Linked DNA regions of Mus musculus: region 2 is linked to region 1. A link is a contact called in public HiChIP or PLAC-seq data. All regions are on one chromosome and are shown on one strand. Each heading gives the region's core, a stretch centred on a gene start, on an enhancer-like site or on the middle of the called end of the contact. The rest is flanking DNA. Distances are from core to core; before and after follow the strand shown.

Region 1 (5,344 bases), core at 1,410-3,909:
TTCTGACCCATATACCTTCAGACTGATTCTGTCTCATGCCTTCAAGAACATGGCCAGCAGTAAATTCATGCACAAAGAAAATTATGAAGGGTAATTTTCCAGGGTTACATGGGCCAGCCTCGAGTTCAAGTCCAGACAATCTGAATCCAGAGAGCTCCCCAGAAGGGATCTGGGGTGAGTTGACACTGGAATGTCCCTTGATGCTGAAGCTACTGAGAAAGTATCCTTCATAGAGGAGTGGACCGCAAGAGTAAGCAGATCTTCAAATTACAGTGGCAATGCAGCCTAAAGATGTAGGCCTACAGTCCCGTCTACTCTAGAGGCTGAGGCAGGAGGATCACCTGGGTTAGAATCAGTGCAAGGCTAGCCTGGGCAACTTAGTGAGAGTCTGCCTCCACATTTAAAAGGCAGACAGAGGGCTGGGGAGGTGGCTCAGTGGCTGAGCACTTGCGTCGTGTGCATGAGGCCCTGTGTTCGTTCAGTCCCAGCAACATATACACATGCATAGAGTTTAATTTATGATAAACATGGATGTTTTCATGTATCTCGTGGTTGTCGAGCTAAAACCCCAATGTAACATAACTGCTGTCCTGTGTTCTCTCTATGATATTCACTGTGGGGCCACTTCCATTTCTCGGTCTCTTTATTTTATATTTTCTATATATTAAGGGCCTTCCTTCCCTGTTTGTTTTCTTACCCATCCCCCCATATCTGTTCCTGGAATCTGAACTTGAACTCTTTGTTTCATATGTCTGATTGGTTGGCCCTATTTACTTAGGTATTTGTGTGTTCACATATTTATTTATTACTGGGGATGCAAATCTAATTTTGATGCTGAGGTGTGGGTCACTGATAGAACGTTTGTCTAGCATGCTTGAGTCCATGTGTTCTATCACCTGCATGACTCAAGGGAAGGGAGGGAGGGAGGAGTGGAGGGAAGGAGGGAGAGAGGGGAGATGAAGGAGGAAGGGCCTATGGGGCCCGTAACACCCCCAGAGCAGAGGGAGAGAGGGGAGATGAAGGAGGAAGGACCTATGGGGCCCGTAACACCCCCAGAGCAGCAGAGTACTGGAAGAACTGGTGGAGATGGATATGCCACTAGGGGGCAGAAAAGACTCAGACCCCTGCCCCCTGTGCTTGTGAGATCTATCTCTACTAAAGTTACTTGGGGGTGGGGGCAGAGATTGTCATAGCTAAAAGCAAAGTTTCTGAAAGTCATTACCCTAGGCTGCTATGGTAAGCAGTGTTTTCTATGTATGAAGGAGTCACTTGGGATCTTGTCAAACACAGATTTCTCACAGGTTCCCAAGTAGGCTGGGGATTACAGACGATGCTTTAAAGTGGTCAAGGTCTCAAATATCACACATAAATCATTGTTCTCTCTCTCTCTCTCTCTTTCTCTCTCTCTCTCTCTCTCTCTCTCTCTCCATCAACTATCAATAATTATCTTTACTATGACTAGCTTATATGACCATTCAGGATGAGATCAGTAGCAACTGTGTAACTCACCCCATGACAAATAAAATCCACGATGCTGGTTGGTGGTCATAGGTAACCAGAAGGGACTCAGCACACTGAGGTGGCCCTTTCTGAAATGCATTACTTCCTTGGATACTGTGGACACTTAAGAGTGTTCCCTCCCTCTCTAGTGCCCACCAAGGTCTAGGAGACATTCCTATGAGCCAAAGTAGGAGGGAACCATACAGACCTAAACCATCTAAAGCCCAGAAAACTCCGGAATTTTCAAAAGCAATCGTGGATCTTTCCAGATTCTGTCTAATCTTACAGAAGTCCTCAACACAGATTAGAAGCAGACTGTGCTTGCATATATTCATCTCCTCTGTATATTGAACAAATACCAAATAAGTAGGCTTGAGACTACACATTAGCAAGCTGTCACGTTAGCTCCTAACTGCGTGCATGCATGCGTGCTTGTATGCTTGTGTGTATGTGTGAATGTGCATGTGTGCCTCTGTGTGTGTGTACACGTCTTAGCATGTGCACAGAATTCAGATGGACATTGGTTGTTCTGCTTTGTGAGGCTCCCCTTTATTCCCTAAGATGGTCTCTCCCTGAGACTGAAGCTCTCCATTTCAACTGAGCTGGCTGGATTCATGGCTGGCTGAGATTTCGTGGTCTCTGTCCTCCAACTCTCAATTGGAGACACTCAGATCCCCGCTTCTATGCGTGTGCTGGGAATTTGTCTGAACGCAGGTCCTTATGCATACACGGCAAGCACTCTTACCCTCTGAGACATTTCCATAGTCTTTCCATATCATTTTTTTATCCTGTCCCCAATATACTTGTTTTTGTTGCATGGAGAGGAGGGGAAGGGAAGCCCTAAGTGTTTGTTTTGCAGTCACAGATGACAGTAAGTCCTCTTGCTTTAGGGTGTAATTCTTTTTTCCTCTTTCCTTACAGCTGTGACCTAGTTAATTGTAGGTGGGAATCAAACGCCCAAATCATCAGGCTTTTGGCTTGGCTTAGGATCTTGCTGTTAAGTGGTAGGATGTCCTCCTTAATGACAGGAAGTCGGGTCCCCTGATCAGCAACATTTGTGTTCTTTGAGCTCAGAGATAAAGAACTGGGTGTATAAGGCTGTGGTTTCCTTGTGGTCAGGGACAAGAGTCAAGGGATAGATGAGTCTGTGACCCATGGATGAATCACTCCTGCCAAAACAGTTGAAATGTTCATCTCAGTGTTCTGGCCTGGAGTCCTCCAGTCCATGTGGACAAAGGAGAGAATGACTCACTCACTGTCCTTTTATGGCTTCATTGCTAATGTTGAGCATCCTATAGACCAGAATATGATATCATTAAGAAGCCACTTTAGCCGGGCGGTGGTGGCACATGCCTTTAATCTCAGCACTTGGGAGGCAGAGACAGGCAGATTTCTGAGTTCGAGGCCAGCCTGGTCTACAAAGTGAGTTCCAGGACAGCCAGGGCTACACAGAGAAACCCTGTCTCGAAAAACCCCCAAAAAAAGTGAGTGACGACTGTAAAGGCAGGAATGTAACACAAATAAGCCAGGTGTGCTGGCACATGCCTTTAGTTCCAGCACCTAGGAGAGAGGCAGGTATCTGTGAGTTTGAAGCCAGCCTGGTCCACAAAATGAGTTCCAGGACAGCCAGGGCTACACAGAGAAACCCTGTCTCGAAAAAAAGAAGAAGAAGGAAGAGGAAGAAGAAGAAGAAGAAGAAGAAGAAGAAGAAGAAGAAGAAGAAGAAGAAGAAGAAGAAGAAGAAGAAGAAGAGGAGGAGGAGGAGGAGGAGGAGGAGGAGGAGGAGGAGGAGGAGGAGGAGGAGGAGGAGGAGGAGGAGGAGGAGCCTTTAGGGCTGAGGATGTTGAGTGCTCATTTAGCATTCGTGGAGCTGCAGGCTCTGCCTATCCTTGCATGATTTAGTCATGGTGGTATATACATATAATCCAAGTTCATCTTCAGTTACATATAGATTTTGAGGTCGGCCTGGGCTACATGAGATCCTGTCTCAAATAAAAACAAACAAACAAAGGAGGAATTGTTGAATAGTTCAGTTGGTAAAGATTTGTCCTGCAAACATGAGGACCTGAGTTTGGCTCCCAGAGCCTATGTAAAATCAGCTAAGCATGGTGGTATACTCCTATAATCTTATCAATGGTTAGATGGTAGCAGCCAGATCCCTAGGGCTCATGGGCCAGCCAGCTTAGCCTACTTGCATAGCTTCAGGCCAGTAAGAGACTATCACAAAAGACAAGGTGAACAGCCCCTGGGGTATTTCCTGAAGGACAAATCTTGAGGTTTTTTTTTTTCCTCTGGCCTACACACACACTTTAATATGCACCTGCACACACATGAACATACATTCATACACACAAGTAGAAAAGAAACAAGAACTCTAGAATCCTAGCAAGAATCTATTGAGTCACATATGAGAAAGTTCAGAGTCGTTTTAGCAGTTTCCAGGCAACTCTGAGTGTCCCCATGGCTGGCAGAAAACTTCAACACCATGAGTGAGAGGAACTCATGTAACATACAGTGACCTTGAGATCTATTGGACAGTGATTCTCTTCCTCAGCTCTATAATAGAAACCCTAAGGTGCCTATAAGGAATCCCGAGTCCTTCCCCATGACAGTAACGTCAGAATCCCCAGGGATGGGTTCAAGTAGAAAGCTTCTAGGTGGTTCTGATGCACAGCTAGAGCCATCCACCAAGAGGCCATGGGAAAGGCAGATCATGCTCGGCTGACTTGAGCAGGCAACAATAGCCGACTCTACAGCTTTGAAGTCACTGCCTTAAGGTATGCTGGAAACCCTCGTGGCTTTGGATAACTCGTAGTTTCTTTCCTACATCTGGGTCAAGTCAATGGGCTTTGGTGTGCTTCCTGCTCTTCAACATGGTGCAGTCTGCTGGAGCCACAGACTCTGTCCCTTGTCTACTCTAGACCGCTCATCTCTACTCCCTGAAGCCCACCTGTGTTTAAAGTTATTTTGATGGAGCTACAGCCTGAAGCAGCCTGTAACATCTAACTCTAAAAACTGTTGTAGGCTGCTGGGATGTGCTGTCTTGACCATCCAACTTGACCTTGAGCAGAACCAGCCCACAGGAACATGGCCTCCGTCACAGTGAACAGAATGGCCAGTCCTAAGACTTCTTTAGACCTGTCTATCACCAGTGGCTAATTTATGAGAAGTGCAGTTCTAGCTATGGGACAGTGAGGCACTGATTCTGCCTTATTAAGAGACATTTGCTGACGGTACTTAGTTCTTAAGTACCCCAGCAGTCTCCAAATCAGAAACTGTTGCCTGTGGTACTTCCTTTAGGGAAAATAGCTGACATCCTGTCCAATTCCTTTCTGCTTCTGTGGAACTTTGAATCCAATTGCTCCACACAAAGACATTTTTTAAAGGAAAACACATCAATCTTCTGTATGTTTTACAGCTAATCAAGCAAGGCTGAATGTACTGCTGTTCGTATAGATGACCACATGCTCTCGTGGAGTGACTGAGCAGAAGTAGTGACATTTTCTTGTGAATTGAAGACCATTCCGTCTCTTTTTATTCTTACATATCTGATCGTTTCCCCAATGGCAGAGTTGCCTCAGTTTCAGGGAAGATGATCTTTGATTTATTTACCCCAAGTGAAGGGAAAAGACCTCTTGGGAATTCAGGGATATGTCAGGCCTTAGATTAAGTAAATGTTTCACTTATAGAATCCCTGTGTCCTGTGTCAGACATTGGCAAGACATGGGAGAGGTGCAGAAAGAGGAAGTTCCAGATGACCAATAAAAGGTAGAGGCAGGAGGCAGGGCCTTACTTCCCTCTCACCTACTTCCACCCACAGGTCCTAGGTGTCACACTAGGAACT
Region 2 (5,344 bases), core at 2,045-4,544, 250 kb after region 1:
CCCGCCCGGCCCAGTTCACTTCCAAATCATGGCCTGTCCCCATCACAGCCACCATCTGCTTTGTAAAGAATTTATTGGGTTTTTTTTAGTCTTTCTGACCCCTTTATTTAGTCCCTTTTGGGGTGACCAAGTCTGAAGGTGTGTGTGGTGTTCTTGTGGCTGGAAATCATGAGTGTATCCTACACTCGTCTAGTGGCGACGGGCCTTAGCACAAGCCTGTGAAGCTTGGTTAGGTCAAAAGAAACAGGGCCACGGGGGTTTGACTCATGGTAGATGTTGAGACAGTGGGTGGGGGTTGGTGCCTTGCTCTCTGGTAGATAGCATTAGAGGTCAACACCCACAAACATGGGTGGGTTATAACGGTTGGAAGATGGAATGTTTCTCCTGAATTCCCAGTGTCCGTGACTCTTAAGGGTAGAATCCTACCCCACCCTCAAATTCTAATGCCATAGTTTGCAATGGAGACAGGAAGTAGCCTATGTCACCCACAGGATAGTGTAGTGTCAGCGGCTGGCTTGGTCCTCTTCCCCAGGCTGGTGGTTTTTGTTTTGGGGTTTTTTTGGTTGTTTTTTGTGTTTGTTTTCAGTTTCCTGAGTGTCTCAAGTAGTCTATTCTTGGGGTTCTTTACACACACACACAAATGCCTATGAGAAGTCTTTAGTAGACTTCCAGTTAGCCACAATGGATACAGTAAGCGAAGCCCAGGAAGAAATGATCACCAATCCTTTTTTAACAGGAAGCATTATTAAGAGACAAACCAAGGGCTGGAGAGATAGCTCAGTGGTTAAGAACACTGGCAGCTCTTCCAGATCAGGGTTCAGTTCCCAGCACCTACATAGCACTTCATAACTCCCTCTGACTCCAGTTCCAGGGCGTCTGACAATCTCACACAGATGTATATGCAGGAAATAGAAGAATGCACATAAAATAAAAATAAATTATGAGAGAGAGAGAGAGAGAGAGAGAGAGAGAGAGAGAGAGAGAGAAAGAGAGAGAGAGAGCAAGAGAGAGACCCAACTATAGGAGGTGGCCCAAACCTGTAATTCTAGCTCTTGAGAGGCAAAGACAGGGAGACTGCTTCTTCAGGGCAAGCCTAATCTATATAGAAAGTTCTAGACTAGCTAAGGTTACTTACTTAGTGAGACTGCCTAAAAAAAAAAAAAGACCAAAGGCCAAAAGCTTGAGGAAGCTCTCAGCTGTCCTTTTCTGTTTACTCTGAAGGACAAGTAGCCGAAGTCCCAGAGGAATAGAATTTTACCAAGGAATCTTTACATGGCCACAAGAGCCTTAGCTATGTATCAGGCAAGAAACATTTGTTTTCTTGTGGTTTTAGGAACCTAAGATGTTATTGCTAAGCAAGTTCTCTACCACTGAGCTTTGTTTTTAGCCCTTTGTGTCATTTAGGAGTCAATTCTTTAGCCTTACAGACAGGTGAGGACCAAGCCCCTCCGTTTGGACATCAGATGACTATTTTCTAGCTCCGTGACCTGGGTAGGTGTCTTAGGACACGGTTTTGCTTTCTCTAATTAGAGAACAGAAAAGGAACTTCCTGACCCAGATTAGTAGTCAGTGAAGTGACATGATGTTTATGAAATTTCTTTAGGAAATAGTTTTACTTTAAGAAAATTGTGTTTTATTAACATCACGATTAAGCTAACCCATTCCCTTGTCTAATGCTGCATGGAGTTTAAACTTTCTGAGAAGCCCCACATTAAATCAGAGATGGCGAAACACTCGGTAGGAATTACATTGTGACATGGTTCATTTCTGAGATGTCATGTGGCCCATCTTTGGTGGGCACCATGGACTGTGCGAGTGAGTGTCAGCAGGTCTGGGATGGGAAGCTTCAGATATTTCTGGACAGCCAGTGTGGGCTGGCATCCTGGCAAGGCTTGGCATTCTACTGTATGGGGCCATGCCAACCATTCCTTTCTCTGAAGAGCTCCCAGCATAGTTCAGGCCTCCCAAGTGATGTTTATCAAACCCAGAGAAACAAGTACTGTCTAGTGGTTTGAGTCAGCGTGAGCAGTAGCCAAGACAGCTCACGGGTCTCCTCCCTGACATCAGCTTACTCTTCTTCAGAGTCAGTATGCAAATCACTTTGAAAGCCTCCCCTCTCTCCCTCTGCTCTCTCTGCATTTCTTCCTTTCCCTTCCCTTCTTCTTCCTCTTCTTCCTTTGGCTCCCCAGACATGTACAAGAAGGGAACATTCTACTGTCAAAGGCAGAGTGGAGGGAAGCTGGCTCTGTAGACACTAATTATAATTGATCACGTATATCTGCTGATGTTAAAGATCAGAGATGCTGTCAAAAGGATCCCGTGACCTTTGCATCCTGGAACCAAAGAGTGTCTTATAGACTTTAGGGGAAAGTCTTTGAAAGCTCACATTGTTCAGAGGAACTGATGGATGCTTTTCCTCTGACCTCAGAGCGGTGCGCTCTGCGGTTAATGTGCAGACATCTTTCCTCCTTAATCTTTTATTTTTTTAATCATTCTTCATCCAGTCTGTCATTTATTCCTTCTAAAATAAATAGCATTATAGAACAAATTAAGGCTTCCTCACCGAACATCAGCACCTAATTGAGTGGTCAGTTAGGATGTTTAGAGGCTCTGGGGCTGGCTCAGAGACCTTGCTATGCAAGAAGAGAATCTCCAGGGAGTGTTAGGTCATTGTGATAGGCCCATTCCAGAAAGTTCTTAAAGTTACCAGAATCTAGATTATATTAGAAAAAAACGGTCTGTTGTTGCTGCTTCTGTATTTTGGTTTTCTGCCAGTGAGGTTGATATGTAAGGGGGCAGGGTGGACAGGAGAGTGGGGAGGTGGGAAGGGAGCTAGTCTGAGGATTTCCATATCATTAATGGGATCCTTAAAATGTCAAGTAAAGCCATCAATCTAACCTCATTCATAAAGTTACATCCAGATTCCGATTTATATCCCATTCCTATTGCAATGGTCTTGATAGAGAGAATCTGGCATGGCCCTCATCCCAGCTCTGGTGTGAGCTTGAAGATCCCCATGGTATAAACAGGCATCGGAGGATCAGAGAGGTGAAGGATCAGAGTCTAACAGTGAGTGACCAGGAGGAGCTCCTGGGCCCTTGCCGCTGTGCGACATGGGTTTGGTGAGGTGCTGCTCTGTAGTTGTTCAAGTGTGAGCTGCTTCTGTGAAAACACAGATCTTAGTAATGAACAGTGCTGAAAGAGAGGAAGTAATGGATTGTGCTCGCCCTGCTCGCCTGAAGGATAAAGCACAACCAGATGGGTGCTGTAGATATGTAGAGTGCACATGAAATAGAAAGCCCTTCCTGCTTCCTGCTACAGCCAGAAGGCTGCCAAGCCTGGCAGCCGGACTTGTTTATGAACAAGGGGGCCCTAACCTGAGGAAGTTGACCAGATTCTAAATGTAAGAAAGAGGAGGCCAAAGTCAAAGCACCAATGTGGGAGAAGGAGGGGCGGAGGAAGACAGTTCACATCGGGTGAGCAACTCGAGAGCAAAAGTCTAGGGGCTTCTTCTGACCGGAAGTCACTGTCTTCCATCAGGATAGACAACAACAGGCCAGAGGAAGGGCAAGGCCTGAAGGGCCCAGATAGCCTCTGTGAGACAAATAACAGCCCCCGAGCAAAGGAGGAAGCCTGTAAATCAGGAAGAGGGGACAGTGGTGTGCAGGCCTCACCAAGGCTGTCAGAATCTGTATGGAGCCTTGTGGGTATGGAAAGACCTGCTCTCAGGCAGCAGGTCCCCACTGAGCACCTCAGCTCCACCACAGAGAGCCAGGGTCTGCTTAGATTATAATTTGTAGTGGTTTTCATGATGTGTATGCTATCATAAAGACATTGATTTCTAAAACAACAGCAACAAATTACAAAATGTTAAATAATGTCTATAGAAAGGAAATACAATGCATTTTCACATTGCAAAAGATGTCACTAACGTAGATGGCCTTCCTGGAAAAAAAAATCACTTTTAGAGATGAAATTGTAAACTGGAAACAAAATGGTTTGTGGGCTCTGTTCATCAGCTATGACTATTAGCCCAGTAGGGTTAGTTGACCTGCATACAACATGGAATGGAATTTGAATTGCAATATGAAGACTTTAGAATCTTCATAGATTTAATCAATGAAAATTGAAGCAAATCTGTGACAAAGCTTTTGGCAGGACCTGAGTATTCAAGAGCTTTCTGTCTTGTGTATACGGTCTTTACACATGTAGGATGCTAGTATCCTACCATCGAAACTTTCCCTGATCACATGGGTAATAACTGAAGATGCTGAATAACTTCTAAACTTATTATTTTATGAATTTGTTTCACATATTTCATCTGCCATTCATAAAGCTAGGAATTCATTTTCTCCTCCTTGCTTAAGCACAAATAAGTATAGTCACAACTATTTGTATGTATGTGCATGCGTGTGCGTGTGCGTGCGTGCGTGCGTGCGTGCGTGCGTGCGTGCGTGCGTGTGTGTGTGTGTGTGTGTGTGTGTGTGTGTGTGTGTGCATGTTGCTAGGGGTTGAGCCTAGGATCTTGTACACACTAACAAAGTGCTCTACCATGACCTATACCTCTTCATTCTACTTTTTATGTTTAGAACAGGTATCTCACTAAGTCACCCGAACTGGCTTTGAACTTGTTCATTGGCCCAGTCAGATTGTAAATTTATAATTTCCCTGCCTCAGCTCCCCCAAGTAACTAGGATTACTGGCCTGACACAATTTTTCATTTGTTGCTCTGTCGAGCAGAGAAGAAAGGGGAGGAAGGGGAAGGAATTAGAGGGAGGGGAGAGGATGCTGTGCACACAGCTTGTCTCCTTGGCTCCAGTGCATCACTCTGTAGTAGGTGGTAACTTCCCTGGCTTATATTTAGGAACAATAAGGCTCAATGAGATTAACTGCCTTTCCCAAAGACCACACTCTTCCCACTATGCTCTATAGCCCGTGCTCTCATGGGCTGTGAATTCCAGTTTGTGTAGCTTACGAGCCACCTGGATTCGGGCTTACAAGTAGGCAAGTATTTTCTTCCATAACCTGTTCACCTCCCCTTTCCAGTCCAAGATCCATGCGGCCCGAAGTCTGAGCGAGATCGCCATTGACCTGACGGAAACAGGGACCCTGAAGACCTCAAAGCTGGCCAACATGGGGAGCAAGGGGAAGATCATCAGCGGGAGCAGTGGGAGTCTGCTGTCCTCAGGTAGGGCCTGCGCCTGAGACACTGTCCACAGATGGCTTCCTCCCAGGGACGTGGGGACACCATGCACAGGAGGCCACTGCATATGCTGTCCAGAAGCTGGCTTTAGTCGTCAGACCAAAGTGTGAAGCCAAACATGGGTCTAAGAAATATTTCCCA

Evidence for each region. HiChIP or PLAC-seq counts read pairs in DNA pulled down with a chosen protein or histone mark.
Region 2: an H3K27ac HiChIP or PLAC-seq map of microglia shows a contact between it and region 1, with 5 times the contacts expected there. The contact joins two enhancer-like sites. A contact is called at or near these places in 4 of 484 Hi-C or Micro-C datasets (the N1E-115 cell line, cerebellar granule neurons, cerebral cortex and 1 more), 4 of 115 datasets of contacts at active chromatin or transcription factors (embryonic fibroblasts, embryonic limb bud, microglia and 1 more) and 1 of 9 other capture datasets (adipose tissue).

What each region holds. Positions count from the first base shown.
Region 1 is chr2:4,315,687-4,321,030 of GRCm38.p6, forward strand. All of the region lies in intron 1 of Frmd4a (FERM domain containing 4A), which reads left to right. Among named protein-coding and RNA genes, the nearest start is that of Gm23691, 63 kb to the right of the region's middle. Within about 2 kb of position 2,660, at least 63 of the 459 cell types and tissues checked have an H3K27ac peak or open chromatin away from gene starts, as enhancers often do. A contact at or near this core is called in the N1E-115 cell line, adipose tissue and microglia, where this site is marked.
Region 2 is chr2:4,567,252-4,572,595 of GRCm38.p6, forward strand. Frmd4a (FERM domain containing 4A) reads left to right here. Exons shown (of 23, transcript NM_172475.3): 14 at 5,047-5,188. Among named protein-coding and RNA genes, the nearest start is that of Gm13179, 25 kb to the right of the region's middle. Within about 2 kb of position 3,295, at least 92 of the 459 cell types and tissues checked have an H3K27ac peak or open chromatin away from gene starts, as enhancers often do. A contact at or near this core is called in the N1E-115 cell line, adipose tissue and microglia, where this site is marked.